Linked DNA regions of Mus musculus: all the other regions are linked to region 2. A link is a contact called in public Hi-C data. All regions are on one chromosome and are shown on one strand. Each heading gives the region's core, a stretch centred on a gene start, on an enhancer-like site or on the middle of the called end of the contact. The rest is flanking DNA. Distances are from core to core; before and after follow the strand shown. Region 1 overlaps Tatdn1 (TatD DNase domain containing 1). Region 2 overlaps Gm36617 (a long non-coding RNA gene). Region 3 overlaps Mtss1 (MTSS I-BAR domain containing 1).

Region 1 (4,551 bases), core at 1,211-3,710, 360 kb before region 2:
CATCACGAAGGCTTACCCATAGCAGCTTTTTCTTTATGGGAACCATGATGTTCCCACACACTTCTAAAATATCCAGTTTATGGATGAGAAGCCAAGATCTGGAATACCCCAGGTTTCAAAGCTATGAAGGAGGAAGCTGGGGCTAGAAGCCAAGTTTATGATGCCAAAATCATACTTCTAATTATACACCATAACTGCTGGTAATGAGCTCAGTAAGTCCAAGTGAACTCTGCCTCTGTCCTATTAATTCTGTCTATCCTTTACGTGTGAGAATGTGTGTGTGTGTGTGTGTGCACTCAATTATAACTGAGGAAAGTACTCCTGCTGACATGGGGAAGGTCGGAGCCTGATCCTTCAGTGTCTGCAGAAGAAACATGAGATCAAGTGACTCATCATGAGGGAGTGAACATATGACTAAAAGTTCATGCAACTTTGATCCTTTCTCACTACTTTTGAATAATCAATATATAGGGTTAGAGACCGCAGTGTTTATTTAACTAGCATCACATTTTAGAACTGAGTGTGTTTAACTTAGAAGCAATAGCTACAAAGTGAATTGATAATATGCTATAGAATATAACTTTATTTCTCAGATGTGTGGGCTTACCTACCATTTTTACAACCAATTTTAAAAAATACTTACTTGAAGAATTTGGCTTAAGCTAGTTAATGTTCAATTTCTTATTAGAACTCTAAAAACTTGTAAGCCTTTTATTACTGTTAAAACTAAGGAGTTTTCTTAGTTATCTGATGGTATACCCACAGCTAACTCTGGTAATGCATGCATGTGTTTGATAACTATTTCCAACACATGCCAAGTGAGATTATAACATTTATGGAAGGCTGTCTTTAAGAGTAGCACGTGTTGTAGTTTTATTTTTTCTGTCACACTTTGTCACATTTCTGATGACATCCCTGAGGACTGTGCAACCTACCTATCTGTGACAGAACATGCATTTCTATTACACACAGGACAGAAGTGAGCGTGTGCCGGTGGCTGTCGCTGTTACTGTGTGGCATTTTAACTAACACTTATTTTAAAAACAAAGAAATTCAACAATAACAAAGTTCAGATGTTACCTTTTTAACACCAATCTGGATAGCTCTCTCTATTACATCTTGTAAGTCATCTGTGTAAGAAAAGTCACATATTAAGAAAAGCTAGTAAATATAGAGATATTATCTATAATTATGCATGTATAATTTTTACCTCTCCTTAAAGTAAAAATGCACAAAAATGATCATGTACTAAAACACAGCCTAATCAGTGCTAGTTACTTGTAAAATAGTGAAACTAGATTTGTAAAACCTTAAAAAAATATAAAGCAAGAAGCTGAATAGTTAATAATTAATTTAATTGTACTTTTACTTTGTTGAACAAAAAAGGAGAAAATGACAGAAGTCAGGAGGTCCAAATTAAAGATGAACTCAATGATTACAATTGATGTGCTTTATATCCAAACTTGTATTTGTATATGAAATTGTAAGTGCCTATCTGTGTGTGTCCATATCTGTCCATCCGTCCGTGCGTGTGTGTATGTGACCATGTGTGCCCGTCCGTGTATGTCTGTGTGCCCGTGTGTGTGGGGGGGGGGGAGGGGTTCTTCTATCACTGTGGCTTTATATAACTGATGCTCTCACTGAACCTGGAGCCCACTGCGTCAGATGACTGGCTGGCAGCCAGCCCCCGGGAGCCTCCAGTTTCCTTGCCATCCACTGGGGTTAGACTCATGCTGCTGCTCTTAGCTTTAATGTGTGCTGGGGATCCACACTCAGAACTTCATGCTTTGAACAGCAAGTCCTTTACACTGAGCCATCTCCCAACCCACTGTTAGGGCCAGAAACATAATGGGCAACAAAATAAAATATAAAAACTCCATTATGAATGTTACACTTCAGTTTCAGAGTAAATGGAAATAAATTCAAATTCTATTTACATATATATAATAAAAATAATATATAAAAATAACGAATTCAAAAGACAAAACTCACCTTAGTTAACTTATACTGAGCATAGCAAGTATGCCAGATTAGAAACTGCAGTAGTGGTGATAACTGACTACTGCATAACTTATGTCCTAACATATATATAAACACACATGCATACATACATGCCACAGCACAGCATGAAATCTAAGCCCTAAAAAGGCAAGGAAAGCAGAAGGCAACTTACTCAACGGTTAACTTTATTGTATAAGTAACACATAAAACTAGCATTCAAATGCCTAAAATCCCTAAGAGTAAGTTTTACAGTGAGCCCTGTGAAAACATGTGTTTTTCTTGTCTCCTGTGTTCAGGAAAGCCAGCTAGAGAAGCCTGGCATGGTCAGGTGCTGACTCAGCTCTCTGCGGTGTGGAACTCTTTCACCCTCCCTATTTGCATGTCATAGAACATAGGCACTGTTCCCAGGCAGTGTGCACAGACACATCTATTGCAGACATCCTGCCTTTAAAATTCAGCGTCACCACCATTTCCTGCTTAGTCACCTCTCTCAGCTAAGGCAACAGCCCAGTGGGCAGCACTTGTCTATGCTCACATCAGTTCCTGGGCTGATTCTTAGGACTGGAGAGGAAAGTGAACTTATATGATAATACAAACCACTTGCTTCTGGTGAAGTACAATGTCCAGTCCCACCTATACACTGGGCCTCTAAGTAGATAGTGATGGAAAGAGTAGGGAAGACAGGAAGACAACAGCACACCACACTTTGTCCTTGGCTGAAAACATTTTCTTCCTTTCTAAAAGATTTATTTTTACTTTTTAATTCACTCTCTCTCTCTATCTCGTGTGTGTGTGTGTGACACGTTGCTATATGAACATGAACGCACATGCTGTCAGAAGCCAGAAAAGGGCATCAGAGGCTTTGGAGTTGGGGTTATAGGCAGCTGTGAGCTGCTCACTGTCAGCAGGTTCAGGGAACTAAACTCAGGACCTTTGTAAGAGCAGTAGGTCCTCTTAACCACTGAGCCATCAAGTTTAAGAACTTGATAAGCTGATGGTCATAGGAAGTGATCGCTGGGTTCCAGGCCTGTTGTTCAAAACGATGGTTTGCCGACAGGGCTTGACTGACTGAGTTGATTGTTCTGTCTGGCATATGATGATGAGGGTTTTGCTTTGTTTGTTTTTAAAAATAAGTTCTCACTATGTAGCCCAGGCTGGCCTCTAACTTGCTATTCTCCTTCCTCTACCTTCTGAATGCTGGGTTTTAGATTCACCCTCAGCTGCCCAGAGTCCTTTAAGATTTCACTTTAAGAGTGGATTGTGCTTTCCAAGATCTTGTAGCAGAGGTTGTCTTCACAGACGTCGCCTTAGTAAAAGAGACATTCACCTTGATGCTTCTGCACCCCCCTATAAATTCCTCTGAACATAGGATCTGTCAGGTTGATGCCAATATCTGTGGAAACCAAAAGCGAAACAGGTAATCATTAAAATAAAATTTACTCAAAATATCTCTAAACAAGCTTTTCATTCACATAGTCTATAATCTAGCAGTATTAATTGGCTGGCTGATTCTTGGCAGCTCCATGATAGACCTGTGGGACACGGGAGGACTAAGATGTGATTTCTGCTCCTAAAGACTCATGGCAGAAGTGAGTCTTTAAACACTCAGAAGGGAATGGGGCAGACCCATGCATAGGCAATTGTGGAGACAATGAGGGGGATAGGAAAGCTCATTGGGGAACCAAATTAAAATGTATCATATACACATATGAAGTTGTCAATAAATTCCTCAAAATATTGAAAACATAAAACTACTGTTATTATGAGACACAGAAAGTTCTACCAGAGTTTGGTAGCTGACTCAGAAGGGGGTCCCAGGAATAAATAATTCAGAACTGAATGTTGCAGGATTAGTCACCCAATGTGGTGATCTGAATGAGAATGGCCCCTATAGGGTCAGGTGGTGGAATTGTTTTGGGGGATTAGGAGGTGTGGCTTTGTAGGAGAGGTATGTCATGGAGTGGGTTTTGAGGTTTCAAAAGACCATGCCACCACCCTTTACTTGGAAGAGGCAGCGCAGTGGAGCCAGCACTGGTGCTGGGGGTGTGTGTATGAGCCAATCCCAAGGGCAGGAGTGTGGGAGAACTTGTCTGCCATGGGGTGATGCCCCCAACTCCTCCATATCTAGCAGCCTGCTGCCACGATTCCCACCATGATGGTCATGGGTTTACTCTTTGGAACTGTGAGCCCTGAAACTGTTTTCTTTTGTAAGTTGCCTTGGTCATGGCGCCTGTTCCCAGCAACAGAAAAGTAACTAAGTCAGCAAGCCTCCAGGGTATGAAATAGAATAATTCATCAGGAAATTGGAGGTTTTGTAGTTGCTAAGGAGAAGCACAGGAAAGGGTTTAGCTAGAAAGGACAGATCAATTATGACACACACTTATGTTAAAAATACTGGATTCAATATAATGCCTGATGATTTGTAATCAAAGGCAAGACTTACATTGAAGATACTTCACTCAGGAGTACTGGAAGCTGGGATGTGAAGGGAGCAACAGAAGTTGAGTCTCATTTGGAAACTAGGAAAAGCTCATGTGCAGTGGAGAAAGA
Region 2 (4,529 bases), core at 1,952-4,451:
TGGATTCCGTGAATACAGTAATACCTAGGAAGCAAAGACCCAGGCAGGGAATAGGGTGCTTGCCTGGCATATGTGATGTTCTGAGTTCAGTCTTCCACATCTAAAGGTGAGGAGGGGCAGAACACTCCTTCATGGAGCTGACATTCTAGGGAAAATGGAACAACGGGCTAGGGAGGTGGGTCAGTGAGTCAGGTGCTGGCCATGCGATCATGAGGCCTGAGTTCAGATCCATAGAGACAGTGGGAAAACAGGGCATGGCCTTGTGTTTTTAGGCCTGTGACCCTGACACGGGTGAGTGTCTTAGTCAGGGTTTGTATTCCTGCACAAAACATCATGACCAAGAAGCACTTGGGGAGGAAAGGGTTTATTCAGCTTACACTTCCACATTGCTGTTCATCACCAAAGGAAGTCAGGACTGGAACTCAAGCAGGAGCTGATGGAGAGGCCATGGAGGGATGTTCCTTACTGGTTTGTTTCCCCTGGCTTGCTCAGCCTGCTCTTATAGAACCAAGACTACCAGCCCAGAGATGCCACCACCCACAATGGGCCCTCCCACCCTTGATCGCTAATTGAGAAAATGCCTTACAGCTGGGTCTCATAGAGGCCTTTCCTCAAGTGCTGGGCTGTGGGTGTAGGGGAAAGGGGGGAAGGGAGAGAGCCCGAGTCCGGCCTGAGTTCCTGTGTTCTGGACAGGCAGACACGGGAGGACTGCTGGACGCTTTCCACTTGGCCCTGGGTGGGCATCTGACTGTGTGAAGCCACTGACCCCACATGGCAGGGGGTGGACAAGGGGCAGCCCCCGTACCAGGTTCTCAGTCTCTGGCATCCCATCCTGGATATGGCAGAGGAGCTAAGAACAGAATAGGGGTCCTGGGGATACAGAAAGAGAGCAGAGGGAGAGAGGTTTCCACGCAGGTTAGAGTCCTTAGTCTGGTCCATGGCTGGAGCACAGGAAGGCCTTCTGACAGGAGATTAGGCACGACTCGTTAGGAGAAAGCCTATCCCATCGTCCAAGCACAGCGGGCCTTGATGAGCAGAGACAGTCTATGGTTTTAGAGCTTTATTGTAGAAAGGCAGGGGGAAAGAGAGAAGGTAGAAAGAGGGAGAGACCGGCCATGGCCAAGAGGAGAGAAGGGGGAAAAGGAGAGAGAGAGAAGAAAGGCTAGAGAGTACAAAAGAGAGAGGAAGAGAGTGAGGAGGGGCTAAATAGCCCCTCTTATAGTGGGCTGTTATCTTGCTGTTGCTAGGTAACTGGGAGGAGTCTAGACTGAAGGTCAGAAGCTTGGGACGTTGTGTACATGACTGAAAGCCATGAGCCTCTCCTGTGGGGGCTGTGGGGACAGTAACTTTGACAGGAGCCAGGGTCCAGGAGACATGAGGGAACACCTACTGTCCCATGTAGGTGGGAATTACCATCCATCATGTTCTACCGGGGTTCCACCTCCCAACTCGACTGGAGACCAAGCTGTCTGTGCATAGCCCATTGCCCCACACACTCAAGGGAGGCTCCTTTCTCTGTGATAATTCCAACTTGTGTCAAGTTGGTATTACAAGACCAGCCAGTAAAGTGATTGGAGGCAAACAGCCAGCTCATCTTGCCAATCCAACAGAGAGAATGAGTGACCCAGGAAAACACGCTGGGCTCTAGATACTGACTTGTGATCTTCACACAGGTTCATATTCACAGCAAGTATATCCTCACACATATGCATAGCACACATGTACTCAGACAGACAGACAGACACACACACACAACTAATCTAAGATGCAATGTCAGATAGTAGGTGGCTGGAGTGTAATTTTTAGGCAAGATAGTAATGAAAGGAAAATGGAGCCAACGGTTCCTCCCTCTCAGAGTTATGTTTAAAAATGTAAAGTTCTTCACCTTCAGCCAAAGCCTTGTCCACCCCAGACCCACTTCCTGCACTATCTCCCCTAGGAAGAACCCTTTGACTGAGCTCCAAGCCCTCAACATGCCGGAGGACTTCAGGCAATATGTTTTCCAAGGATGCCATTAGTATCTTGTAGCCAAATCTGACTTTTGAACAGCAGAAACTAAATATCACCCAAATCTGTCCCTTTGTGGTCACCTCTCTGTGATAAGTTAGGCATGGTATATCTCAGGTGAAGTGAGGCCAAATGCGAACTTTATAAACACATGGAAACTTGAATGGGCCTCAGAGCCTTGCTGTTGATAAGCCTGGACTATGTCTCATAAAGACTGTTGGAATAGGGTGGGTATCCTTTTCTTAAGACTCGTCCAGATTGCACAGTGAGGAACCCTGGCCAGACTCTAGGCACCATTGGTGCTGGTCATTTCTGAAACATGCAAAAGCAACTATATTGCACTTCTGAGGGGTATTCCTATTTCTGTTCCTTTCTTAGTTTTCTAGTGCTACTGTGACAAAACGCCACAGGAGGGGGCCAGGTTAGTGGTGCATGCCTTTATTTTTTTTTCTTTCCAATTTTTTTATTAGGTATTTACTTCATTTATGTTTCAAATGCTATCCCGAAAAAATAGTCTTGCTCCTCCCACATCCTCCACCATAACCTGGGTGTGAAGTGAGGTTAACCTGGGTGTGACATGAGGTTGGGGCTGACCAAGGCAAATGGACTCCTAGGAGGTGAGGTCAATTTTGTGAGTGGTTGATTATAAGGGGAAAGGACACTCTCAGTGCCCACCTCTCCCAGGTCTGTGTATAAAGACCTGACTTTGTGTAGAGACCTGTATGGTACCAAGAGTTAGAATTTTCCTGCACATCATCAGGACTGTCCAGTCTTGGTCTTTTGACATCTGGCAGGAGATTGGCATGTAGTGGATGGGTGCTAGGTTGAGAACATTTGAGACTAATAAATTTATTAGAAAATTTAACCTTCTCCTCTGCCCTCTAAACCTCTCTCTCCCCTCCCTCCCTCCTTCTCTCCTTTCGCCCCTCTCATTCTTGCACACGTTTTTTCTCTCCCAATACATATAATACACACTTCACATAATTACATAATTGTAGTTATATAATGTGACTCACATTAGAGAGTATCTGTGGCCATAATCCTCTATTACTTCCAGGTTTGTCTGAGTTACATAGCATTTACACAATATTGCTTTTGTTTTTTTCTAGTGTTTGTAGACCATGAGATTAAGCAGTCAGCTTGCTCTGCAACACTGCTTTCATTTTGTTGCCATCTTACAAACAGCTGCCTCTGGAGCCACCTGCTGACACAGTGTAGAATCCTTTGCAGCTAAGATCACTAAGCAAAGCGGCTCTCCAAGCAAACAGGAGAGAAGCTCAAGATTAGACTCTGCTCCATGGACTTCCCACAGCCAAGCAGTTAAATCATCCTGAAAATCTCACTGGTCATGTGAATACTCGGATCCAGTAAATGGGGTAGCCATGTGAGGTCCTCTAAAACTCAGGGACCTTTGATTGAAACTACTGTTGACGTGGTTTTGAGCAAGGAATAAATACTGATCATGGCTTGCCACCATCTATATCTGCCATATCTTATACCCAACATGTAAATGCTGGTATTTATTCCACATGCAACAAATAAGGAATATAGATTCGGAATCTGTCTCAATTCTCCCATAACAGAATACTAGCAATACATCAAATTTGCCATAGTCCACTTTGCCCACTTAGTGATTTGTTTCAAGAACTTTCCACCTGGGGACAGAACTTTTTCACATGAATGTCTGAAGAGTTTTCTGTAGAAGCTGAATTGCTATAGCAAAGGGGGAAAAAAGTTGGGATTTTGGTAAGAAAATGTGTTTTGTTCCTTCCCGCACTGTGGGCCCCCCCCCCCCGCCCCGCCCAAGGTCTGGCCAAAACTGCATGTGGTTGTGCTTTTCAAATCTCTGTTTATCTGAGGATAGAAATTGTCCCAGAGTTTCAGCATTATTTGCAGAACAATAGAGAATAGAGAATAATTCTCTGTTCGTGCTTTTTTATTAAATTGTTCTCCTAGTTGTATTCCAGACACTAGTTTAAACCCCTTGTCTGTGTTTTGTTTCTAAGCCAGCTAGTGGTTTGCTCTTTAACCTTATTCATACTCTGGCTATTTTTCCTATGCTAGAAAACAATTTTTTTATTTGTAGTGCTTTAGTCCCTTTAGAAAGCTCTGACTCAATATATATTTCCTTCCTTCCTTCCTTCCTCTTTCTTTCTTTCTTTCTTTCTTTCTTTCTTTCTTTCTTTCTTTCTTCCTTTCTTCCTCTCTAAGACAGTATCTTGGTGACCTTGATGACTTCAAACTCATAATCCTCCTGCCTCTACCTCCTGAATATTTGGATGGCAGACCTGCCTTATCTGGCATCAATGGGAGAGGAGGCTCTTGGTCGTATGGAGGCTCGATGCCCCAGTGTAGGATTGAAGGTGTCATGCAAAGGATTTGAGGTTTGGCATTATGAAGCAAGCCTATGAGAGGCTATTGGTGAAGCCCAGTTGCAGCAGAAGACCCTAGCATAGTGGAGATGCCAGTATAATGGGATGATCACTAAGAACAGCAGCAGTAGTGGAGTGGATCAACCTGAG
Region 3 (4,277 bases), core at 423-2,922, 270 kb before region 2:
CGGCTGTGGCCTGGATGTGTCTGTGTCTCTTTTAAAGTCACAAGTGAAATTCTAACTTCCAATGGTATGGTCCTTGAGCTCTGCATGAGGTTAGAGTCTGTATAAGGAAAGGCAAGAGAAAGATGATCTCTCTCTCCCCCACGTGAGGACCCATCAAAGCCTACATCTGCAAATCAGGAAGTAGGCTCTTGCCAGCTACCTCCTGGTAGCTTCTTCTTGGACTTGCAGCTTCTAGAAATTTGCGAAATGGTCTATTTTATTACTGCTGCTTAAACCAACATAGCATCTCCGCATTATTTCAAAGGACTGTAAACAAGCCCCTGGAACTTTGAACTCTGTTAATAAGCATGATAGTAATAACCTCCACAGGGGAACCCCAATGAGCAATCCCCCATATTGCCTTCCTGCCCATTTACAGCAACTCTTTCCAACATCAATAATAGGTAAAATAATAGTATTAGCTAAATCGTACAAATTATGCCAATAACACAGCGCTCAGGCTCCATGGACAGTTCAGAGTCTTTGCAGGAGCAATGAAGAGTTCCTCATCCATTTCTCCCGATTTACGTGGTTTGTACCTTGTGAATGGTGTGTGCGCGCATGTGTACGTGCCTTGCTCCACAGCATTGGTGGGTTGCTCTTTAAATAAAATGAAGTAATTGGATTGCAACAGGCTTATTGCAGAAACGCTACCCAAAGTCACAGGGAGTCACTTGGCTCGTTTCTAAAAGTGATTAAGGACACGTAGCTACAATCGGGCTGACATAGGCACTCGGATTGTCTATGTCAACTCCATCAGCCCCACCGGTTGAATGCCACAGCAGTCTTGGGGGGAAGACTCTAGGCTAGGTCTACTATCTGCAGCCTCCCCTTCATCCTGGATTCACTTTCTCTACCTAGGCTGTTCTAGCCCAATCTGGGTGACGTAAGACATCACCACAAGGAATGGCTAGCAGTATGACAAGCAACAAAGTCAACTCCAGGCCAGGAGAGCTGTCCTGAACATCATGAAATAAAGAGGCCACACAGAACACCTACTCGGGAATAAAGACCTGCATGTAAGCAAAATCCCTCCTCTTCCTGTCCTCTGCCTTAAAGTGACCTCATGATTCCCTATCCATGGAATCCAAACAGCCTGAGTAGTATCAGGGTGGTCTCTGTCAGACTCTGTCTGCACACACTGCAAGGCACCACCCCCAAATCATGGCAGCTGGAGGGTGTCCTACAGCTGTCCCCAAAACGCCTTTGGGCTTCAAGGCAATACACACATGCACAGAAGGCCTTCTCGGGCCCTGACCTCAGCTGTGGGGGACGGCACTCTGTGCAGCCTAGAGTTAGATTTCAGCACACACAATCATCTGACTGACTTGGCATCAGCTGGGCCACAGAGACAGGAGCCCAGAAAAGGCAGCATTTTAACCCCAGAGAGAAGGGACAGGGAATCACTGACACGGGGTATATTGTCTATTTCTTTGGGTACTGAAAACGGTATGTATGTAGATAAACACGTGTATGTACACACACAGACACACAGACACACAGACACACAGACACACACACCCTCGGACCGAGTAAAAACAAAATCAAAGCGGTGCATCAGCCAAGCCTTCCCCCACAATAGCACAGATCACTCACCCACGACTCCAACCGAAAAGGAAGTTGTTGGGTTGTAGTTAAACTCTTCCTCCCACTCGCCTCCCATCCTGTGCTAAATGTGAGTCTCTGGCTTACTGAAGGAATCCACACAGCCACAATAACTCTGTGAAGCTTGTACAAAAAAAGCCCACGAGATGGGTGCTCTAAATTCTGAACGTGGGATGCCTCTGTACTCACTCGGCAGAGATCTCCCGCCCACTTTCCCATCCCTCCTTTCTGCTGGGTGCTTCCCGTGAAGGGCTGAGTTCTCCTTCACATTTAGGGGCTTCCTGCTGCTGTCTCCCCTCTGAAGCAACAGCATTGGGGAAGAGGCACTGACTGAAGTCACAGTATATACACAGACAGAGACACACAAGATGAACGCGTACATGTACACATACACCTCATATTTGGATCACTCTCGGTCCTCCAGACATGAGGTTGTTTTCAATCTACAGAGACAGAGAGAAAATATCCAGTAAGCAGTACAGCCCATCCCCCGCTGGCAGCGAGATGCTAGGGGGCTTCAGGAAGGGCCTGGCCAAGAGGGAGTTAACCTCTGAGAATTCTCATCCTTTAAGTTCAATAAGGGAAACTTACCAACCTATTTAGGTCTCAAAAATGACAATGAAAAATTATCTCTTTCTAAAATACAAGGGTCATTTGGAAAAATGAGAAGCCCGAGAAACCAACGGTCATGAAACCCGCTCTCCAGAAACACCACAGAAATTACGTTCATTTCCTTCCAGGACTTTTTCTTCCTGTAAACAGATGGATTCTTGCAAGCAGTCCCTGCCAGCTCACCCAACAGCCCCAGCATCCATATGAGTGGTTTTTAACCTTCTGAATTCTGAGACCCTTCACTACAGTTCCCCATGCTGTATGCTGTGGTGGCCCCAACCATAAAACTATTTCCATTACTACTGCATAACTGCCATTTTGCTACTGTTAGGAGCTGTATGTAATGTCAATTTCTGATATTCAGGACGTTTCATCCATGACTCCAAAGGGACCATGACCCACAGGTTGAGAATCACTGATCCAGACAAAAGGCAAGCTTGTCGATCCACGTCTCCCACTCGCTCTTAGAAACAGAAGCTCCCACTGGCTCAGGCTAACATGGAAGGAAACCATGCCTAGGAACTGGACAGACTAGACCGTGAAGGAGTGGGTCCACACAAAGCCAGGGTAGGCACTGCTAACAGAACCATAGACCCCATCCCCACCCACACCCAGGCCTCAGTGAGAGACAGCTAGGCGACATTCCTGGCCCAAATAGTCCCTAACCATAACCCTTTGAGAGAAGTAGACTCAGCAGTGACTAATAAAGGGCTTCCCTGCATGCCAAGACCCTCAGACCCTATGCAGCGGGGAGCTGGTCACTCTCTACTTAACATGTATCTGAACTTGGTGTGCTTTGCTGCACGCAGCTGCTGGCCTCTAACCCCACTCTTACTTCGCAATCTGTAAGTGGAAGCCCTGCTCATCTCTATGCCTGTGTCAGCATACAGTAGGTGCTCATCTCTATGCCTGTGCCAGCATACAGTAGGTGCTCAAGAAATGTTAGCTGAATGAGTGGGTCAGGCTTTTACTCATTATGTGAAAAGGGCAGACACCTTCGTTTTCGTCTATTACATTTCTTCTCCCATTAATAGGCAGAAAGGAGAAGGCTCCCTCCTGGGCCTGTCTACAGTCCTCTCTGGAGTGGGAAAGTCAAGGGATGGGTAGGGTGATGCAGCCATGTATAGCTTCTTCAGGATGTTCTAGTGTTCCAGGGGCCTAAGTTTGCAAGCCATGGTGAATTTGGGAAAGGGGTGAGGTCAACCCTGTATACATGTCTAAGATGTACCTACTCTATTTGAACAGGCACTCTCATACTTCAGAACCTCTGCCCCACAGCATATTAAAGCTGTTGTGTATTTAAATACCGGGTATGGAGACTAGGACACAGACAGACAGACAGACAGACAGACGATGGGACAGGTCTGCTCTTTATTCCCCAGCATCCATGCTCCCTCCCACATCAGCTTTCCTAAATTGAACCATGCATGCCAATAAGGAAAATGCAGGTCAACAGCTCAGGCGACTTCTAATGGTCTGTGTGACCAAGACGTGTAACCATGAGCCATCCCGAATCTATTTCATTTAAGAAGGCTAGCTGCTGCCCCGCAGCTACACAATGACATGAAGATGTCAGAACCCGGGACACCTCCACCTCCACCTCCACCCTCCCTGCCTCAGGGAGATGCTGCCTCTGACACAAAAATAGACAGCCTGCACTCCCAGTGTGCCCAAAACCTGCACAAATGTCTCTTTAGAAGAGGATCCACTCAGAGAGGCCAGAAAGTCTCTCCTTGAAGATTAGCATGAGGTAAGCTTAAGCCCCCTGCTTAACCTCACTGAGAACTTGTCCACAGCCTCCAGCCCCATGCTCCACAGGGGCCTTGGCAAAGACCTGCGCATAAAGTCAAAGCCACAAATGCTCTGGAGTGGAGGGAAATCCCATGCCCCTATGATTGATAAGTCTCTTCTCTTCTCTCTATGCCAAAGGCTTCTGAGAGCCACGTGGGGAGCTCAGGCGGTGAGTGGGGAACCCCAGGGCACCTTCACACCATCAGCCCAGAACTAGCCACCTGCTTAGG

The links. A called contact is a pair of places that touch in the nucleus more often than the background predicts.
Region 1: a Hi-C map of bone marrow-derived macrophages shows a contact between it and region 2, with 24 read pairs. The contact joins two enhancer-like sites. A contact is called at or near these places in 11 of 39 promoter capture datasets (the C10 cell line, the HPC-7 cell line, cranial neural crest and 7 more), 1 of 15 datasets of contacts at CTCF or cohesin (pro-B cells), 3 of 484 Hi-C or Micro-C datasets (bone marrow-derived macrophages and embryonic stem cells), 33 of 115 datasets of contacts at active chromatin or transcription factors (the 230-238 cell line, DN3 thymocytes, the SCID.adh cell line and 22 more) and 4 of 9 other capture datasets (adipose tissue, liver, macrophages and 1 more).
Region 3: a Hi-C map of bone marrow-derived macrophages shows a contact between it and region 2, with 23 read pairs. The contact joins two enhancer-like sites. A contact is called at or near these places in 2 of 484 Hi-C or Micro-C datasets (bone marrow-derived macrophages and liver) and 10 of 115 datasets of contacts at active chromatin or transcription factors (bone marrow-derived macrophages, craniofacial prominence, embryonic basal ganglia and 6 more).

What each region holds. Positions count from the first base shown.
Region 1 is chr15:58,925,356-58,929,906 of GRCm38.p6, forward strand. Tatdn1 (TatD DNase domain containing 1) reads right to left here. Exons shown (of 12, transcript NM_001368428.1): 2 at 3,329-3,394; 3 at 1,081-1,130. Gm36559 (a long non-coding RNA gene) reads right to left here. Exons shown (of 2, transcript XR_875364.2): 2 at 4,317-4,551. Among named protein-coding and RNA genes, the nearest start is that of Gm36559, 5.6 kb to the right of the region's middle. Within about 2 kb of position 2,461, at least 117 of the 459 cell types and tissues checked have an H3K27ac peak or open chromatin away from gene starts, as enhancers often do. A contact at or near this core is called in bone marrow-derived macrophages, where this site is marked.
Region 2 is chr15:59,288,465-59,292,993 of GRCm38.p6, forward strand. Gm36617 (a long non-coding RNA gene) reads left to right here. Exons shown (of 4, transcript XR_875370.3): 4 at 3,117-3,487. Among named protein-coding and RNA genes, the nearest start is that of Sqle, 24 kb to the right of the region's middle. Within about 2 kb of position 3,202, at least 16 of the 459 cell types and tissues checked have an H3K27ac peak or open chromatin away from gene starts, as enhancers often do. A contact at or near this core is called in bone marrow-derived macrophages, where this site is marked.
Region 3 is chr15:59,017,474-59,021,750 of GRCm38.p6, forward strand. The region is part of intron 3 of Mtss1 (MTSS I-BAR domain containing 1); the gene reads right to left. Among named protein-coding and RNA genes, the nearest start is that of Gm41330, 25 kb to the left of the region's middle. Within about 2 kb of position 1,673, at least 56 of the 459 cell types and tissues checked have an H3K27ac peak or open chromatin away from gene starts, as enhancers often do. A contact at or near this core is called in bone marrow-derived macrophages, where this site is marked.